Linked DNA regions of Hordeum vulgare: region 2 is linked to region 1. The links are chromatin contacts, called in public Hi-C maps. All regions are on one chromosome and are shown on one strand. Each heading gives the region's core, a stretch centred on a gene start, on an enhancer-like site or on the middle of the called end of the contact. The rest is flanking DNA. Distances are from core to core; before and after follow the strand shown. Region 1 holds the start of LOC123397754 (transcription factor MYB44-like). Region 2 has its middle 220 kb from the start of LOC123397754.

Evidence for each region. A called contact is a pair of places that touch in the nucleus more often than the background predicts.
Region 2: a Hi-C map of leaf shows a contact between it and region 1, with 4 times the contacts expected there. The contact joins the enhancer-like site here to the promoter of LOC123397754 in region 1. A contact is called at or near these places in 4 of 6 Hi-C or Micro-C datasets (leaf and seedling) and 1 of 1 datasets of contacts at active chromatin or transcription factors (embryo).

Annotation. Positions count from the first base shown.
Region 1 is chr5H:345,549,574-345,554,482 of MorexV3_pseudomolecules_assembly, forward strand. It overlaps LOC123397754 (transcription factor MYB44-like), which reads right to left and starts at 3,552. Exons shown (of 1, transcript XM_045092290.1): 1 at 1,990-3,552. The coding sequence starts at 3,403. The coding sequence ends at 2,420.
Region 2 is chr5H:345,768,877-345,774,178 of MorexV3_pseudomolecules_assembly, forward strand. No RefSeq gene overlaps it. Among protein-coding and RNA genes, the nearest start is that of LOC123397754, 220 kb to the left of the region's middle. Within about 2 kb of position 1,730, at least 2 of the 3 cell types and tissues checked have open chromatin away from gene starts, as enhancers often do. A contact at or near this core is called in leaf, where this site is marked.

The sequences.
Region 1 (4,909 bases), core at 2,302-4,801:
CGTCCATTCGGAGTATCTAAACGTGCAGTTGCACAAAAAGACGGGCAAAGCAAGAAACACAAGACGAGAGTTGCCCACCGCCTCACGTCACTCGGTCGATGTTTGGTCGTTGCAGGCAGGCGGCCGGTACATCGTCGTGGTCGGCCTTTTGCCGCCGTCCGTCCGTCGGTCGACACCCCCACCCCAACCGCACATACGAATACGACCCAACCAAATGCTATTCCCAAGTTAACCATTAATGTTGGTTTGTTTTCCCTGAACTGACCGCTGACTGACCGACGACACCCTAACAGAAAACGGCCTTCTTTTTCTCCGGCCAAAGCTTTCTCCTTTCCCAGGCCAAAACCATGGCTATCCGATGCCAGTATTAGCACGCTAGTATACTGATTCCTGGCCCGTGTTAGGTGGTCAGGTCAGGTCGGGCTCGACGGAACGGATCGGATGGATGGATGAGGGCTGCCCGGGACCGGAAATGATGAACTGCCTCCGAAAACAACGTCTAACCAGAAATATCTCGTGCCAGGCAAACCGCACGCACCCATCAATCAGTCAGTCAGTCAATCAATCGACGTAGCATATGTGCATGCACGCACGCGTATAATAATTCCAGGGCCTGCCTGACCAGTAACCAACCAACCAGCAGCAAACAAACCAACGAATTAACAAACCATCAGCCTGACGTCGCCAACGGAACAAACCGACACACCAGATCGCAGTGCAGATATACTACTAGTGGCCACTGTTTCGGGGTACATACAAATATAGCTGGTAGATACTGTACAAACGGAATTGTATATATACACGCGACACGAGCAACGACATCAGCTCAATTTATCCGAATATATGCTTCCCCGTTTCAGTGTATAAGCCATCTTAAATAATGCATCATAATTAAAAATGAAAATTAAAACGACAAAAATTAATGTTAATTTGTTCATTAATATAATACTGTTACATGCAATGAATTGATCAACATATGTTGTTTTAGTTAGTCTAAGTCATTGAAAACATGCACGTGTCTTTATTGATTGATTTATTATTCATAAAAAAAATGATAAAAGTTAAGGTACCACGTTTAAGTCTTTTATATTATTTGATTTTCATAGGACGACTTATACACCCAGACGAAGAAATTACTGTACCTGTTGTGAGGTAAAGAAATATGCCTTCAATGTTTAAATCACTATTCTCAGAATAAAATATTTATATCTAGACGTTTTATACTAGTTTACAGAGAAAAAGTATATAGTTCCGATGGAATTACAGCAAGTTCATTTGGTGGTGCCATGATTCTAGACTAGAGGGGGCTCTGGAGGAGACGTAGCTTGCTGGAAGAGTCGTGGGCGGGCGTGGAGACGGTTTGAAAACCAGAAACAAACTGCAACTTGACTAGTTTTAGCACAGCAGCAGCTACTTCAGTCAGAGCTTACTTGTTCCTCCGTCTTTCTGGGACAATAATGCAAGCGGTCAGTCCGTCATGTGAGTTGTGTCGTCTGGATAACTTTCACTTTGCGCTGCGCTGCGTTGCGTTGCCTTGTTAAGCTAGCCAGCTGCCGTTTCAAAGCTCCCTTTCCGCCATTCCCACACGTTCTCCTCTCCCATCCGTCCATCAATCGCCCCCACGTCAAAATAATACCAATCCTCAGTAAATAAAATTAAAAAAGCAGAGAGAGAGAGAGGGTGCGCAACAGGGAGGCAGTCAGTTAGCTGTCGCTCGCCCATTCTCCACTGCCGATCCCACCATAATTCCGTTTCGTCGCTCGCCCATTCTCCCCTGCTCCCCAAACCAGACACTCCAACCACAAAAACAACCCCAAAACTGAAATGTGCACCTACTACGTACGACTAGCAAAGCAAAGCACAGCACCACGGAAACGAAACCAAACGACTTTGTACTACCAAAGCAAGCAGTGAAACGGAACTCCGGAGTGCCAGCAGTGAAACGGAACTGAAGAAGCAAGCAGATCAGATGTGATCCATCCATCCATGTGAACTGAACTTGGCCTCGCCTTTTTCCCCCCGTCTCGTTTGATTTCTTTTTCCCTTTCCTCTGTACAAAAAACAAGTCTCTATCCAGCAAGCAACATGTTTGCCTCTGCACTGCCTAGCTTATTCGGCACACTAGTCACGAAGTTTTCTCCGTCTCAGTCTCTCGACAGCCAACGAACTGCCATGATCGATCGATCGATCTCGAGCAAGGAAAACGAAACTAATCAAGACACATGGAACTAAGGAATTATTGTTGGGAAACAAGATCAAGATCTAAACAGGCCTTCTTCTTCTTCGCCTCTCCTCTTCACTTGCCGCCTCTTTCATTAATTGCTTCTCTTGAGTCGAGCAGGCAGGCAGACTGATCTTGGTTTGTTCTCGAGATGCTGCTTCTTGTTTGCGTGCTGGTACTCGATGTTGGCCATGGTCGTCAAGCGCTTGTCGGCGACCGGGGGTGGAAGCCGGACATGTAGTTCCGGACTTCGATCCGGATCATCTCCTGCATCATCGACAGGAACTCCCCGTTGAAGGGCGCCGCCGCGCGTGGTTGAGGCGGCGGGGGCGGCTGGAGATGGAACGGCATGGACGGGGGCGGCATCTGAGGCGCTGCGGCGGGCTGTACAGGAGCAGGAACAGGAGGTGGCGGCATGGGCATGGGCATAGGCTGCGCCACCGGGGCTGGCTCGGGCGCGTCCAAGCCGGGCAGGGAGAGCGAGAGCGAGAGGGACGTCGCCGGAGGAGGAGGAGGGGGCGGCGGCGGTGGAGACGGAGGCGAGGGCTGAGGAGTTGCCGTCGGGAGCACGACCACCCCGCCGGCCCGCGCAACCGGGCGGTAGACGTGCGGCTGGTGCGAGGCGGCGGACGGCATGACGGAGGGGAGGCTCTGGTGGCTGGAGTCGCTGAGGTCCGATCCCGACGGGCTGCCGGGGCTGAAGCAGAGCCCCGGGTACCCGTCGCTGCTGGTCCGCTTCAGCGGGCGGCGGTCGTCGTCGACCGCGTCATCACCGGGCGAGGCGGAGGCGGAGGCGGAGGCGGACGCCGAGGATGATGAGGAGTACTTGCGCTTGAGCGTGGAGTTCCAGTGGTTCTTGATGGCGTTGTCGGTGCGGCCGGAGAGCAGGCGGGCGATGGTGGCCCACTTGTTGCCGAACCTTGCGTGGGCGCGGAGGATGGTGTCGTCCTCGTCGGGGGTGAAGGGGCGGTGCTCCACCTGCGGCGAGAGCTGGTTGCACCACCGGAGGCGGCACGACTTGCCGGACCGCCCCGGGATGGACTTGCTGATGAGCGACCAGTTGCGCGCCCCGTGGCGTCCCACCAGCCGCTGCAGCGCGTCGTCCTCCTCCGGGCTCCACGGGCCCTTGATCCGGTCCACGTCCTTGCCGCCCCCTCCTCCTCCTCCTCTGCACGCCGCCATGACTCGCCGCCCGTAGATCGATCGATCGATCGATGGATGTACGTGTGCGTAGTAACCGCTCCCTGCTACGGGTGGTGGGTTACCGAAATAATGTGGTGGTGGTGGTGCGGTGGAGAAGTGGAGGGAGGAAGGAAGGAGACAGAGGAAGGATGGAGTGAGGGGAGCGGAGGGGGCAGGGGGAGGATATATACCTGGGACTGGAGGCGACGGTGAACGGGTTCCAGCCCAGCAGGGGAGGGAAGGGGGGGACGTGGGTACAGCTGGCCCCGGGACACGCGGCGTCGCTACCATCCCATATAAACGCTCCCCAACTGAAACCCGAAATGACTCTTCCTGCTCCAACGCCTACGTGTGGTTATGTTATGGACGGATGGATAGGGATAGGGATGGGGATGGGGAGGCAGGCGCAAAATAATATCTATCTATCTCTCTTCCCGGCCATCGCTTCCAACCGAAACGACCTCTGCTATTCATATTCATTTCTGGTACTATTATTTCTAGTAACAGATTCAAGTGACCGAGGAGTATGTAAGTATTTGTTGGGGATAGTAGGAATTTCCTGATTTTCGGCTTTTTAATCGGCGCGTATGGCGACGTGAGGATTTGTTTCGCCCAGCACAAATTTGAATCCCGCGCCGTCTCCATGCATGCCATGCGTCGCAAGCAAAACCGTCTCCGTCCGCGTCATTTCCACACGCACACGCGTGTGGCGCACCTTTCGCACAGGAAAATGCCTTGTCTTTTTTGCTACGTACCACTTAATAACCTGATTATGCGGAGTGCTACGTAGAGCAGAGTACATATCTAGCCTGGCAGTGGTAATTCGTTCAGTTCAGATACCATGCCAGATATCCTACGGTAACGTCTGAGGCATATAACGAGCTACCGGTTCCTGCTGGTATTTCGCTGTCTTTTTATCTTTCTTCCTTTCTTTTGGGACGTGATGACAGGCAAATAGAGGAAGGAAGGAAAAGGGAATTGGTGTTGGAACGGTGCGACGCTGCTGGTGAGTCGTCGTGGCCGTTGGGAGTTGAGGAGGCGTGGTCGCGGGATTGGGATCGGTGGCCCACCCCACCCCACCCCCAGTCCGCTCCACTGAACTGCAACCGACTGCTCCGAAACAAAACAAACCCGGCAAATTTAAAACCGGGGTGCATGGACGTGGTAGGGCGTCCGTCGTTGATGACGGACGCAGCGCCGTGCAAGCCGTGTTCCGGAAACGGTTTTGTTTCGATCTATCGGAAACGGATGTGTACGAAGGAACCACCCGTTGCCGGTGAGTGGAGGGCGGGCGGGCTTGCTTGCGTCCAATCTGCATGCGGTTGGTTGCTGCCCGCGCGTGTCCCCGTCCGAGGGATCGAGACGTCTCCTCCTCCCGCGATCCGACCACGACCGCTCTTCTTCCTCCCTCTCCTTTCCTTTCGTTTCGTTTGCGTTACACTTCTACCGGCCTGAGGGAGAATAGAGGAGAGCCCGACTAACTACCAGGACGGCACGCCGCAACTA
Region 2 (5,302 bases), core at 480-2,979, 220 kb after region 1:
CAAAAAATTGAAAATAATTATAATTAAACATAAAGCATACACAAATCTAAACATAAAAAAGGCCATGCATGGATGTGGAAGAAGGTCATGCTCGCGTCACCCTCCTTAAGCCAAGTAAGGCGAGATTGTTGCCTAGCAAATAGTCCATTGTAGTGAGGCAAGACCCAAAATCTTCTTGTGCAGCTTGGTGGAGCCAGCATTCTGCGTCAGACAACATACTAGAGTCCAACACCATATCCAAAATCGAAACAACCTCGTTCGCAAGCAACAAATGATACTTGATGTTCCCGATATTCCACTGGCTCCATATATTAGACTCTCTGGTCGTAGGCTTGATCTGCCAGAACGCTTTCATAAATCGATTATTGATAGAAGGACGAAAAGTCATCTTCTAGAGACTGCCTTGTGGGATCATGGGCCAGAAGGATTAGAAATGGAACCACGCCTTCCGCTCAAAGGCCATATTGGTCGACATCATGATCGGATGGTGGTCCAAGGGGAAGTGGATAGCGCTTGCAGAAGGGAGCAATCTTGTTGCTCCTTCCAGTTCACGGAAGCGAACCACATGTCGATCTTCTACAAAGTCAGCCCTTGTCGCTCCTTCTTATCGTATATCACATGCCAATAAGCCCCGCCTCCTTGACCTGAAGGTCATTGAGCAGTCGTCTAGATCAGCCCATCATAGGCCTATTGAGAAGGTCATTGCTCTTGTCCACAGTGTTCACAATCAGATTGACCTAGCGGTCGCCCACATACTAGGAGAAGCGGTACCGATCAAGCACAACCTTTCAACGAAAGGCACCTTGCGATTATCAATAGTTGGCCTGTATACCTTGATGAGTATCCACGGTTCACTGTTGTTGAGACACGACATGATCGAGAAGAGGTCAACACGCGAGCTAGTAACCAAAACCTTGTCGTATTGCCAAGCCACAATGACTCCACCGGCAGTATTACTGGAAAGACATCAAAGCAAACGGTCGACAAGTGCATTTCACAAATTTTGCAGGCCTTTTTAATAAATATTGTCAATCATAATTTGTTTGTGTGAAATGTGCGGGGTTGAACAACCCCGACGGAGGTGTGGTGGTTCAAGCGGTCATGGATGATTGCCGCGCCTCGGAGGATTATAACCTTTGAAAGCATATATCTAAGACTAGTGCACATATGGAAATTGGAAATATCGGAAATAATAGTGATTGCTAAAGTCGAAGTCTACATCGTATAACCGTCTTGATATATTGCATCAGAAGAAAGAGACTTCCCATCCTGCCCCTGTCGTGTAGGATGGACTGCATGCATCGAGTGTGCATGCGGAAATCGACAATGATGGAGCGAGAAAGGGAGGAAAGCTGCGTTCGGCCAGAAACAAAATAACCAACGAGAGCAACAAAGAGATGAATATAGATCGAGAAAAAGGCCACGGGCTCACGGCTAAGCTAATTGAAGGGCGCCTACGGACAAGTTGTGCAGCATATGTTGCTACATGAAAGAGGATGCCTTTTGTTGACAAGCTGTGCAGCATGTATTTGGGTTTTGTTCGCTGTTTTACATTTCGAGGAACGATCATTGGGCCAGTTAAAAATGCTGTTACTGTATTTGTCTCACAAGGCCATGTTCCACTGGCAGCTACTACAAGTAGCAAACTCTGTATTTTTGTGCACACCTGTCCCGCTTTGGTCCAAGGCGACAATTAACATCCCAACCGCCACCGATGTAACGTTTGTGGCGATCGTCCCATGCAAGGCATCGTCTTTCCTTGCTTCATTTGGTCAAAATATGCTGCACAGCTGTGTGGCGATGGATGCGTTTGCGTCTCAACAGTTAACTGACTAAATGGATGGGGCCCCCGTTAATTCATGACCGTGTCTGGTGTTCTCATTAGTTCTCCTGTCAACTGAGTGCTCCCTATTGACGTGTCACTTTCCCATCGTACGTACACTCGAGTGCACTTCTTAACCATGGGTGAAATTGGCAAGATGCCACTGGATGATTCATTCGGAAATCCCTTTTGGAGCTCGGCCTCCAGTGAGGCCTTCAAATTCAAATTTGAAATTTCATCAAAATTCATATTTGTACATTTCAAAAAAATCTGAAAGAAAATATAGATATACATGAAGATATAACACACATGTGTGTAAATTTTTTGTTCAAAATACATTGAAATGAGGGCTATGCAAAAAAGATAAATTTGAGGTAGTTTAACACATGATACTATTCATCCTCTCACACCACGAATTTATCTTTTTTGTACAGGTCGCAACTCAAGGTATTTCATCATGAATTTTTACACACACTAGTCGACAACCCGTGCATTCACACGGGCTAGATCAGTTTATATAATATATGAATAATCGATATTATGCAGTACTTGTAACTTGTTTTAGATAGCGAGAACTAATCTAAGTTTGTAGTTCTTATTAATCGTTTACAATTGATTCATTGAACTAATGTGAGTTTCCAATATTGACTTTTAGGAGTTGACTAATATATTTTCCTTTTCCAAGTGTAGAAACTATCTGATCTCGAAGCTTCATGAATTAGTAATTTGTTTATTCTATAGTTATATATAACTAAAAATATAACTTGAAAATTACATTCTTCGTTTTCTACTATGGTATTTTGACACTATCTTAGGTATCACTTCTTGTAAATTGCCTATTTCTCGAAATCAGTCGGTCGACATAAGTACATAAGGGATGCACGTGACTTTCGGCACTCATTTTTAACCATAGCTTTAACCAATAAAACGTGGCTCCATCTCCCAAAAAAATTAAATCATTAAATTCTGAACAAAAGGATTTTTCATATGTACTAAAAACCAAGTGAGTACCTAACAAATGCACATGACTATACTTACTACATATAACTTAACATAGATGATAAAATGCAAAACAACAAATATTTTCTTGGGTGAAATAAAATTATTCAAAGGAGCTTAGGAGAATTATATAAAGAATAACACTTCATAGTAAGCATCTCATGACATGGCTTATTTTGTCACAGACTCGAGTGGTATATGAATAAAAATGTATATCTTCAAAATATTTTTAGACTTGAATCTCAAAATAATGCGCGTACACTAAATCTTACTTTTTTCAAAATATTTTTAGACTTGAATCTCAAAATAATGCGCGACACTATTGTTGATGCCGAGTATGCAGAGCCTAGGCAGTGCAGCAGTGGAAGTATGTACGCACGCTTGATTTTTCGCTTGGAGTCGGAGGAAACATAAGTGGCCGCCGTCGGCGTAGCACACAATCTGCACAGCACTGAAAGATCATAGAGAAGATATAGTTTCTATGGACAATGGTATGGTGATCAGCTCTGATGAGACTTGAACGACCGCAAAGGAAGCTTTCTGCCTTGCACGTTTTCAGGAGATGAGCAAGGCATGCTAGTTAAAAGAAAAGAGTCAATTAAAGTTTGTTTCTTCACTTTTTCGGTTTTTACATTCATGCAGATATTTTTGGGAGAAATACATGCACGCAGATACGTTTTGTATTTTCACAAATCTTGTTGTATAGTACTCCCTTCGTTCCTAAATATAAGACCTTTTAGAGATTGCACTATAAACTACATACAGATGTATATAGGCATATTTTAGAGTGTACATTCACTCATTTTGCTCTGTATGTAGTCTCCTAGTGAAATCTCTAAAAGGTCTTATATTTTAGAACGGAGGGAGTACGTAATATCTTGTTGGGTGGTCCAGAGTTTATATAAATTTAAGATGTAATCAATTGGGCCCATCAAATCAATGGTTAAGGAGACGTGAGTAAGATATGTGAGAGATTTTCCGGTTTGGAGATACGTGAGATTTTGGAAGGAGATATCCTGGGAAAAAACAGAAGGGGGAGTCTTGAGAGATAAATATACAGTTGGTGGAAAAAAAGGGATATATGAGACCTGATAATTTGGGTCAGGTTTTGGACGTACGTGAGAGAGAGCCATGCGAGATTTACCAAGGGAAAAAAAGATACCGAGGAGATTGTGTCAGATTTTGGTGTGGTTTGGTTCATTGGTTCTTTTTGTTAGCCCAAGAGAATTTTTTTGGCACAAGAGTAACATAAATCATAGGGAATTTTAACTAATCTTGGAATTTTCAGGATTGATCTACACCGTAATAATTCGGTCCTATGGGATCAACGGTTCCTAATTTCTAATTAACGTGGGAATTTTTAGAGAGTCTAGAATTAGTATAAGTATAGATATAGATGTGGGTTACATCCTTACATACACGCATATTTTTTTCAGATTTTTTTGAACCATAAAAATTGAATTTGAATTTTTTTTTAAATAAAGGCCTTCATGGAGCTCGGCTTTCAAAACGCCTCTCCCATGATTCATTGGTTTTACGTAGAAAGTATGTGGCATCACCACCGGCCTTTGACCGTTGCTTTCCGATGTATCGTCTTGTACTCGTTGTGCACTAGTGCTTCGGCGAGATGGCGCCAGCTGAAGGTTGCCAGCTATTACCCACTTGTCGGTACATCTCTCCTGCTCTAGTACTCGTAGTCGTAAGTTCCGAGACCTCTAAATTTTACTCCCTCTGTAAATTAATATAAAAGCATTTAGATTACTAAAGTAGTGTTGTAAATAATTTTATATTAGTTTACGGAGGGAGTAGTAAAGAATGCATTTTTTTACCGTAATGTAGAAATTCTTTTTTCTAGTATATGTACAATGCTAATCAGGAAGATTAGCACCCACACACCCCAAGCGCACTACGATACATGCATCACCTATAGAAGTCTTGAAGCATGGTAAATAGATTTTTATGACAAATTATATTGTTGCGAGCATGACAATTTACTTTATCAAGCATGCCAAATTCTGGCAAAAAGTTAAAAGGTCAATGATTTATCATGCTTGCTAAGTAAATTGTCATCCTCATGACAATGTAATTTGCCATTTTGGACACCTGATTTACAATGCTATAAAAATCTGATGTTCGAATTTTACCATCCCTCTCATTTTTTTTTGAAATCAACATCCCTCCCATTATAGTACCCGTACGTTCCATGATCTCTAAACAGAATTAAACGTGTAAAAGTTGTCACAAACACGAAGAATTTGGTTTGTATTTTCACTTTGCAGAAAGAAATGTTCGATTCAACACAAGTGAGAGGGCTTCAACCCAAACTAGTCCAAAAACGGTTGCAAAAGCTAGGCCATCCGTCACCAGATACAATGACATGCTGATTTCTTTCCGTGACAAAATATTCAAATATTTGTATCAACAGAAAGTTCTTGGAGCTCCCACTAGAGCAGCAACATTTTGCATGGTGAGTAGGAAGCA